2 separate regions of the Sus scrofa genome follow, and region 1 is linked to region 2. The links are chromatin contacts, called in public HiChIP or PLAC-seq maps. All regions are on one chromosome and are shown on one strand. The core of a region is the stretch at or near the end of the contact, and the rest is flanking DNA. Distances in the headings are between cores, read along the strand shown. Region 1 holds the start of ZFAND3 (AN1-type zinc finger protein 3). Region 2 holds the start of CMTR1 (cap-specific mRNA (nucleoside-2'-O-)-methyltransferase 1).

The links. HiChIP or PLAC-seq counts read pairs in DNA pulled down with a chosen protein or histone mark.
Region 1: an H3K27ac HiChIP or PLAC-seq map of alveolar macrophages shows a contact between it and region 2. The contact joins the promoter of ZFAND3 here to the promoter of CMTR1 in region 2. A contact is called at or near these places in 1 of 5 promoter capture datasets (liver) and 1 of 2 datasets of contacts at active chromatin or transcription factors (alveolar macrophages).

Annotation. Positions count from the first base shown.
Region 1 is chr7:33,376,391-33,380,550 of Sscrofa11.1, reverse strand. ZFAND3 (AN1-type zinc finger protein 3) reads right to left here and starts at 2,321. Exons shown (of 7, transcript XM_021099854.1): 1 at 2,198-2,321; 2 at 1,390-1,689. The coding sequence starts at 1,460.
Region 2 is chr7:32,998,300-33,001,948 of Sscrofa11.1, reverse strand. CMTR1 (cap-specific mRNA (nucleoside-2'-O-)-methyltransferase 1) reads right to left here and starts at 1,450. Exons shown (of 25, transcript XM_001924210.5): 1 at 1,289-1,450.

The sequences.
Region 1 (4,160 bases), core at 1,072-3,571, 380 kb before region 2:
TACTATTTTCAAATCAAAAAGTAGACTATAAAACCTAAGATACTTTCACATCTTCAGAACTTTTGGTAATGCCATAACTTATTTTTAACTAATGTCCTTTCACTGAGAAATTTTTAAGAAAGTAAAGGCAGAAGGATGAGAAGGTCAGAACTGATTTTTTGGTCATAATTTTTGGATAGGATAAACTGCACAAAAATCTATATCAAGACCCACTTTCTAATCTTGCTCTGCACTCCCAAAAATCATAGCTTTAATTTCTACCTCAAGAGTTCCCAGGATGTGAGAAACAGCAGAGATAAAATACTTCAATACATCTTCCCAAGATGTCCTCACCAGAAATAATCAGTTCCTTACTGCCTCTAAGCACTTCCAAATACAAGGTTATCTTTGGAAAGTAAAAACAAAACAGAGGACTAAACCTCACAAGTCGGCCTTCAAAGTCTCCTGTTTCCTTACAACAGATCTAGAGTCAAAAGGTATGATGCAAGCACCTGTTAGGTAAGACGGGTGGCAATCCATAAAAACTCTCCAAATGTTACAAGGAGAATTTAAACTCTAACTACAGGTGGGAAAGTTGATTTCCCATCTCATATATTTTCACTCTTAACACAGGATGGCCAAGTAATAACACAGGCTGGCCAAGGCGGATACTTTTATCATGAATTAAAAAAAAAAAAGTGAGGAAAGAAGGAAAATTTGACCCAATTGAGCTAATTGGCTCTCACGTTCTTAAGCCAGCTGACTTGAGTTTTTTTGACAAGGAAATATTACAGATCTTCTGAAACGTGCTTTAAATAAAGGTGAGACCTCGACAGTCTTATAACTTTACCCTAGCCTGGGTTCTGGGCCTGACTTGTAAAAATGGGTGACGTGTGAACAGCTTCCTAAAAGCAAATGGGGCACTGGGATATAATTTAGGAAGTGATGATGCAAGTCTCTGGGGGACAGGGAGCAGGGGAGGTGAAAAAGTCAGAGGAAATACCCTCCTACTGCCTGGGCACCAACTCCTACCAAAGAGGGGAGGAAGGGCTGGCCTTCACAAGCCAAGAGAAGGGGGCACCTCAGCTCCACCCGGAGGTGCCAACACCGCCCCCTCATCGCTGCCCGCAGCCCTGCCCCCTTACCAGGCCCGGGCGGCCCCTTTCGGCCCAAGTCTCCGGCAGGCAGTCCCGAGGGTGGCAGCACACCTCGGGCAGGGCCTCCTCTGCCCACCCCCAGCTCCCCACGCCGCACCCTCCCTCAGGACGCGGCCCCTGCCCCCTCCCCGAAGGCCCGGCCTGGGCCCAGTCCCCAGGGTTCCGGCCTCCCAGGGCCCCGAGGCCTGACCAGGCAGCCCCGGCGCCAGCGCCTGGGCCCCCGCCCCCACCCCCACCCAGCCTGGGCACTTACCCCCAGAAGCCGCAGGGACAGCGAGGCGGCAGGCTGGGCGCTTTGCTGCGCTCGCTCCCGGCGTCTCCCATGGTGCTCGGCGGCGGCGGCGGCGGCGTCGGAGCTCGGCGACGGTGGCAGCGGCTGGGCCTGGGCCCCGCTAGAAGGAGGCGGCGGCGGCGGCGGCGTCGGGGGGCTCGGGGCGGGGGGAGGGGGAGGGAGCGGGCGCGCGGGCGGGCGCGAGTCCGGGGCTCCGAGCCGGGATTCCAGGCCGGTCAGCTGGAGGCGGGCCGCACCACTCGACCTACGGAGACGGGGGGGCTGGGGGAGGCGCGGAGAGCAGAGGGAGGGGAGCTGAGGAGGTGGGGCGTGCGGGTGAACCGAGGACCGCGGGAGAGGAGGGAAGACCCGGCGCCCTCGGTAGCTCCCACCGCCGCTTCCAGCCAGAGCGATGTCCCGTGCGGCGGCGCTGGCAAGGATCTGAGGCCCCCGCCGGCTCTGGCGTAGCAGCGGCCGCTGTGAAACCCCCGGCCGCGCTCGCTCCGTAACACCCTCCCCTCCCCCGGAGGCTGCGCTGACCGGACAATGGCCGCTCCGCCCCCTCCCCTCCTCACGCACCCCTCCCAAGGAGTCACAATGGTCTCGCCCGGGGGAGCCGCCGCCAAAGCCCAGCAGCTGATCAGCTGGGATCCGGGCGTGCCACTTTGTTCAGCGCCTCAAAGGAAGAGAACTGGGCCGTGGGCAAAGCCGAGACCGTTGAGCTAACACTCGGCGACGGGTTTTTGAGGCTTTCTTATGTTGGAACTTTTAGAATCTGAGGCAAACTTACCTTCCCCTCGTGTGAAAAAGGGGAGCAGGCTTCTGAGTACTCTGGGGCACGTTGCTTTCCCCCAAACGCGAATGGTACGCCCCAAGCGAGAGGGGGAGGAGCAGATTAGTTGTTTAGGTAAGTTGGGCCAGTCCCAGAGCGGCGCCTGAGCGCTGCGCATGCGCCCGGAGACACCCGTAACCCAGTATGGGGAGGGGCCTGGAGGAGCGCTTCCAAACCCGGAAGTGAGTCTCGGTCGGCCGGGGGTTGCCTGGGTCTTCGGCTGCCTGAGAGGCCCACTAACTCTTCGCTCTTGGACCTGGGAGATACTGGGGAACATTTCTCCACCAACTGCTAACCCCTGGAAATCTCTCTTCCCAGTCCTGCCACACCCAACTCACCCAGGGAACTGGTCACCCTTTGGCAGTAATGAACTTCTGGGAAATATAACCCTCCTTCTTTGCAGCAGCAATGGCAAGGGGTGGGAGGGTGGTTGTCTTAGTCATGTTCTGTGCCTCTAACCCCATCGGCGTCCCCAACCTCAGAGACACAAGTCCACTCCCTGTGCCTAGACTAGAAGAACCTCTGTTCTTCCTGGAGTGGACGTTTTGATTTTTAGAGAGGAGCTATGGCCGAGTCAGTGATGGCAATTAAGTGATCAAAAAGTTTGAGCCACTAAGAAAATGAGTCCTTTAGCGTTCCTTGTCTTTGATCCGGAACTTATACTGACCTCCAACCAATTATGAACAGAAGGCAGTTGTTGATGACTAAATTCAAGGAGGAGGAAACTTCCACCAGACTTCCTGGAAAGGTGATCCACAGCTGAGGCCCTTATGGCTCTTAGAAATAGCTGCGGTGTTCCCCCGACCTGGCAGGAGTAAGAGAGCCTTACATGAACTTTATTATCAAATGTTATTTCTTTTTATACCATTCTGTTTGTGCATGTTCTGTTGATTTATTAAATGTTGTTGCTTCTTTTGGCCTCTGAGGAGCAAGGAACACATTTAGTTAGCATCCTCCTAAAGAGGCTGTTGATGATGAAGACAGCAATTGCAGAGATCAAACCACTTAAAACCAAAGCACCCCCAAATGTGAATGCTGATTTATTTTGAGCAATATTTAGTTTCAGCTTTGTGGATTTTCCTAAGCCTTCAATAAATGTTTCTGTCAAAAACCTATAGAATGAATGAACTCATACAATACACCTAGCTCTCATTGGACTCATATTTCCTTAAATCTTCTCTTAAGCTGACATAAAATTGCCACATTCATGCAAGGTTTGCAGTCTTTGAGTTTAACAAAGATTAAGTAGCACTCTCTCTACTGGCATCTTGGTGACTCTTTTGTCTGTGGAAAAAGAAACCCTAAAACCGAAAGGAAAATTTTGTGTCAAACATGATTGTCATCTTTCAAACAGCTTGCATTCCTGTCTGTTTGCCAGTTATTCCAATTAGCAAGCATTTATTGAGTACCCAGTATTTATAAGACATTGCCTAAGGTTCTGTCCCTTGTATTGTCCTCTGCCCCTTCCTCTGGTTCCCAGCACCCTTCTACTGCCCATTCATTGCTTGTCTCCTCTTCAATGCCTTCCACACACTGACAAGGCAGAATTGGTCCCTCATTCCTCTGCCCACATAGTCTCCATTATAGGACCAGGAAATTTACATGTCTTGTCTCTTCTCACAAAACCTACCTCCAAAAGGACTATCTCTGAGAAATAGCTGTTAATGTACCCACAACCCAAGGGGGGTACCAGAGCCTTAAAGGGTATTACCTAGATTAATTTTATTACCAAATGTTACTATTTTATTTCTATATACACCATTCTGTTTGTGCCTGCTCTGTGGATTCGTGGATTCCCAGAGTGGGATTGAAACATACTCGATCCATGTTTGTCAAACAGAAGAGCTAATCGGATAAAAGTCACACTTAGTACAAAAACCAGCTGAAACTTTTGGGGAGGGTGTCTGCACCTGTGGCATGT
Region 2 (3,649 bases), core at 201-2,700:
CACAAAAAAGAATGGAAACAGCAAAGGCACCATGTCACCATCATCCATGCCCATGAGTAAGCATGAGAGGAGGGCATGAAGGGGGAAAAAAATGAGATGAAATAAAGTGATGATGAGATTCCTGAAAGCTTAATGAACGATCAAATTAAAGAAAAAGCAAAAGTAGAAGTGAATACAGTGTGGTTTACACTCTACTGTTTGCTGTAAGAGAACTCAGAAAAGAGAAAGTACTCAAAACAGGTGGGTGACCACCTGGGCTGCAATTCCTTGGTAGAGGAGAGGTGCATGGGTCACAGCAGCGAGAGAGTGATGAGATCCAAAGATACCACTGATCCCTTCATGATTCAAACATGAATCACCTTTCACTTCTCTCCAGCTCAAGGATGAGTCGGCTAACCCAACAAAAAAAAATCTCATCCTTCCTAAGGAGGCAGCCTCTTACTAGGGACAGGCAGGAGCTACCCTGGGCCAGTAGAAAGAACGGGAGACCGTTGAATAAACAGAAAGCAAAACCAGGCTGCGCCACATTTCACTTTAAAGGGCGGTCTTAAATTCCCCCCCACCCAAAAAAAAGGCCCCCCAAAAGGCCTATAACTTAAGCAAAAACTGGCCTTCTGATTCTTAGCGACTCTGCGGGAGACTGGAAGCACTCAGTAACTGGGTTTAGGTGGGTGAAAGGAAAGGAGAAGCAGTGTGCGAAAAGCAGGAGACTGATGCTCCTCCCAAACCACCATAGATTTGGGCCTTCCTAAATCACCTCACCCAACCTTCCCCTTTTCCACTACAAAAAAAAACTGAGGCCCGAGAGGGTAAGGCCACACAGCTAACCAGTGCCCAGCTCAAGTGACCTACACAGGGCAAAAGAATGTGTCCTGGCAGGGAACTTCTACGTGGAAGGCAGAAGGCCTGGTTCTACCTGCTGCTCCCCAAGGTTAAGGGTTCAAATTCCCTCTCCAGTCTTCCCTCCCCGGGCCTCGGTTTTGCACTGCCATCCCTATTCATACGGGTAAGAGAAGAGCTCCCATAAACCCCGGGCCAGTCTTCATTTGTAGATAACGTGAGTGTGTGAATGTGTGCGCAAGACGTTTGTCAGCAGCAGCTCGGGCTGCGCGGAGCTGGAGAATTGGGGAGAGGGCGCGGGGGGAAAGGGTATAAGGGAGGAGAGGAGAGAGAGGGGGCGGTGAGGGTCACGACCGCCGGTGGGGGGGCCGAGGCAGCGGCAGAGGAGTGGATGCTGAGCCCGCGCGCCCGCCCGCTCGCTCCCCCCGGGCCGCGCGTCGGCACTCACGCTGAGGGAAGAGGGCGAGCTGCCAAGGAGCGGAGAGGGGGGAATCAGGCCGCCGATGCCGCCGCCACCAGGCCTGGCCCTGCCGCTGCCAGAGCCGCCTCCTCCCTCAGTTTCGCTTCCCCACAAGCCCGCCCGGATCTGCCGGCCGCGCTGTCGCGCTCTGGGTCCCGCCCTGCGGGCCGCGCAGCTTGATGACGTCAGGGCAGCCCACTCCCTCCACCCTCCCGGGCCCAGGCCCCGGGGCAGAGCTCTCGGTTCAGGCCCGCCCCACCCCCTGCCCCCAGGGCAGTCCAGGGCGCCTGCGCAAAAGACCCAGCCCGAACAGGTTATAAAAGCTAAAGTATGCAAGTATCTTTTTCTGCTCTGGGAACGAGAACGGAATTCAACTCAGCTCTCTCTCTCTTTCTTTTTTTTTTCTTTTTTCTTTTTTTGCATTTTAGGGCCGCACCTGCGGTATATGGAAGTTCCCTGGGCCTACACCACAGCCACAGCATCGCAGGATCCAAGCCGTGTCTGCGACCTACACCACAGCTCAAGCAACGCAGGATCGGAAATACACTGAGTGAGGCCAGGGATGGATGGAATCCGCGTCCTCATGGATCCTCCTGGATACTAGTCGGACGTCTTGCTGCTGAGCCACAACAGGAACTTCCAACTCATCTCTCTTAATATCACTATTATTTTGATTTTATAGATCATTTTAATTTTATAGATTAAGACACTTGAGAGCAGAAATTCAGTCTTTTTTTTTTTTTTTAGGCCGCTGGTGGAGGTTCCCAGGCTAGGGGTCGAATTGGAGCTGTTTCGCCAGTCTACACCACAGCCACAGCAACACCAGATCTAAGCTGTGTCTGCGACCTACACCACAGCTCACGGGCAACACCGGATCCTTAACCCACTTAGCAAGGCCAGGGATCAAACCCAAAACCTCATGGTTCCTAGTCGGATTCCTTTCTGCTGCACCATGACAGGAACTCCAGAAACCCAGTCTTCTTGTTCACCGTTGTATCCCCAACGTGCAGCATATGGTACATCCACTGCAGATACGGAACAAAGATCCTGAGGAAAAAAGGAGTGCCACCTATGCCATCTTACCATATGGACACAGATGGCTTCCAATGCCAAACCTCTCTTCCAATCTTCAGACCAACGTAGCCAAAAGTCTTCCGAACATCCCCACTCGGTCACCTCACACCCATAAATTCAGGTCAGACCTTCTGTTCACCCATAAGCCTGCTCTTTTTCCTGTCAGAGTCACCACCATTGGTCCAAACATAAATATGAGGGGGGCCCAACCTTCCTCATTCCCTGTAGGCACCAATATGCACTTACCTACTAATTAATTTACCTACTAATTCTCAAATCTGTCCACTCTTCTCCATTCCCATTGCCACCAATGGTGCAGTCACCCTTTCTCATCAGAATTTCTCCAGTAATCTCCAAATCATTGTGCCTGTCTCCAGCTGGGATCCCTGTAGTGCATTCTCCCCAAAACCAAAGTGATTTAAACAAACAAGCAACTGGAGTTCCTGATGTAGCACAGCAGGTTAAGGACCCGGCATTGTCTCTGCAGCAGCCAGAGTATCTGCTAAGGCTGTCAGTTTGATTCCCAACCCAGAACAGTGGCTTAAAGAGCCAGCATTGCTGCAGCTGCATAGTAGGTCACAGTTGCAGCTAGGATTCCATCCCTGGCTTGTGAACTTCAATCAGCTGCAGGTGAAGCCATTAAAAGAAAAAAAAAAAAAAAAAAAAAAAAAAAAAAAACTGGAGTTCCCATAGTGGCTCAGTGGTTAACAAACCCAACTAACCATGAGGTTTCGGGTTCGATCCCTGCCCTTGTTCAGTGGGTTAACAATCCGGAGTTGCCGTGAGCTGTGGTGTAGGTCGCAGAGGCAGCTCGGATCCTGCATTGCTGTGGCTCTGGCGTAGGCTGGCAGTTACAGCTCCAGTTGGACCCCTAGCCTGGGAACCTCCATATGCTGTGGGAGCGGCCCAAGAAATGGCAAAAAGACAAAAAAAAAAAACAAAAAACAAAGTCCAGTATGTCACTTATTTCTTTCATGGATCATTCCTTTGATGTTGTATCTAAAAATTTATAATCATACCAAAGGTCACCTACGTTTGTGCCAAAGTTCTCTTCTAAAAGTTTCATAATTTTGTGTTTTACAATTAGTTCTATGATCCATTTGGAATTAATTTTTGTGAAAGATGCAAGATCTGTGTCTCTGCTAATTTTTTTTTTTTTTTTTTTTTTTGTCTCCTGTCTTTTTAGGGCCGAAGCCATGGCATATGGAGGTTCTCAGGCTAGGGCTCAAATTGGAGCTACAACTGCCTACATCACAGCCACAGCAACACAGGATC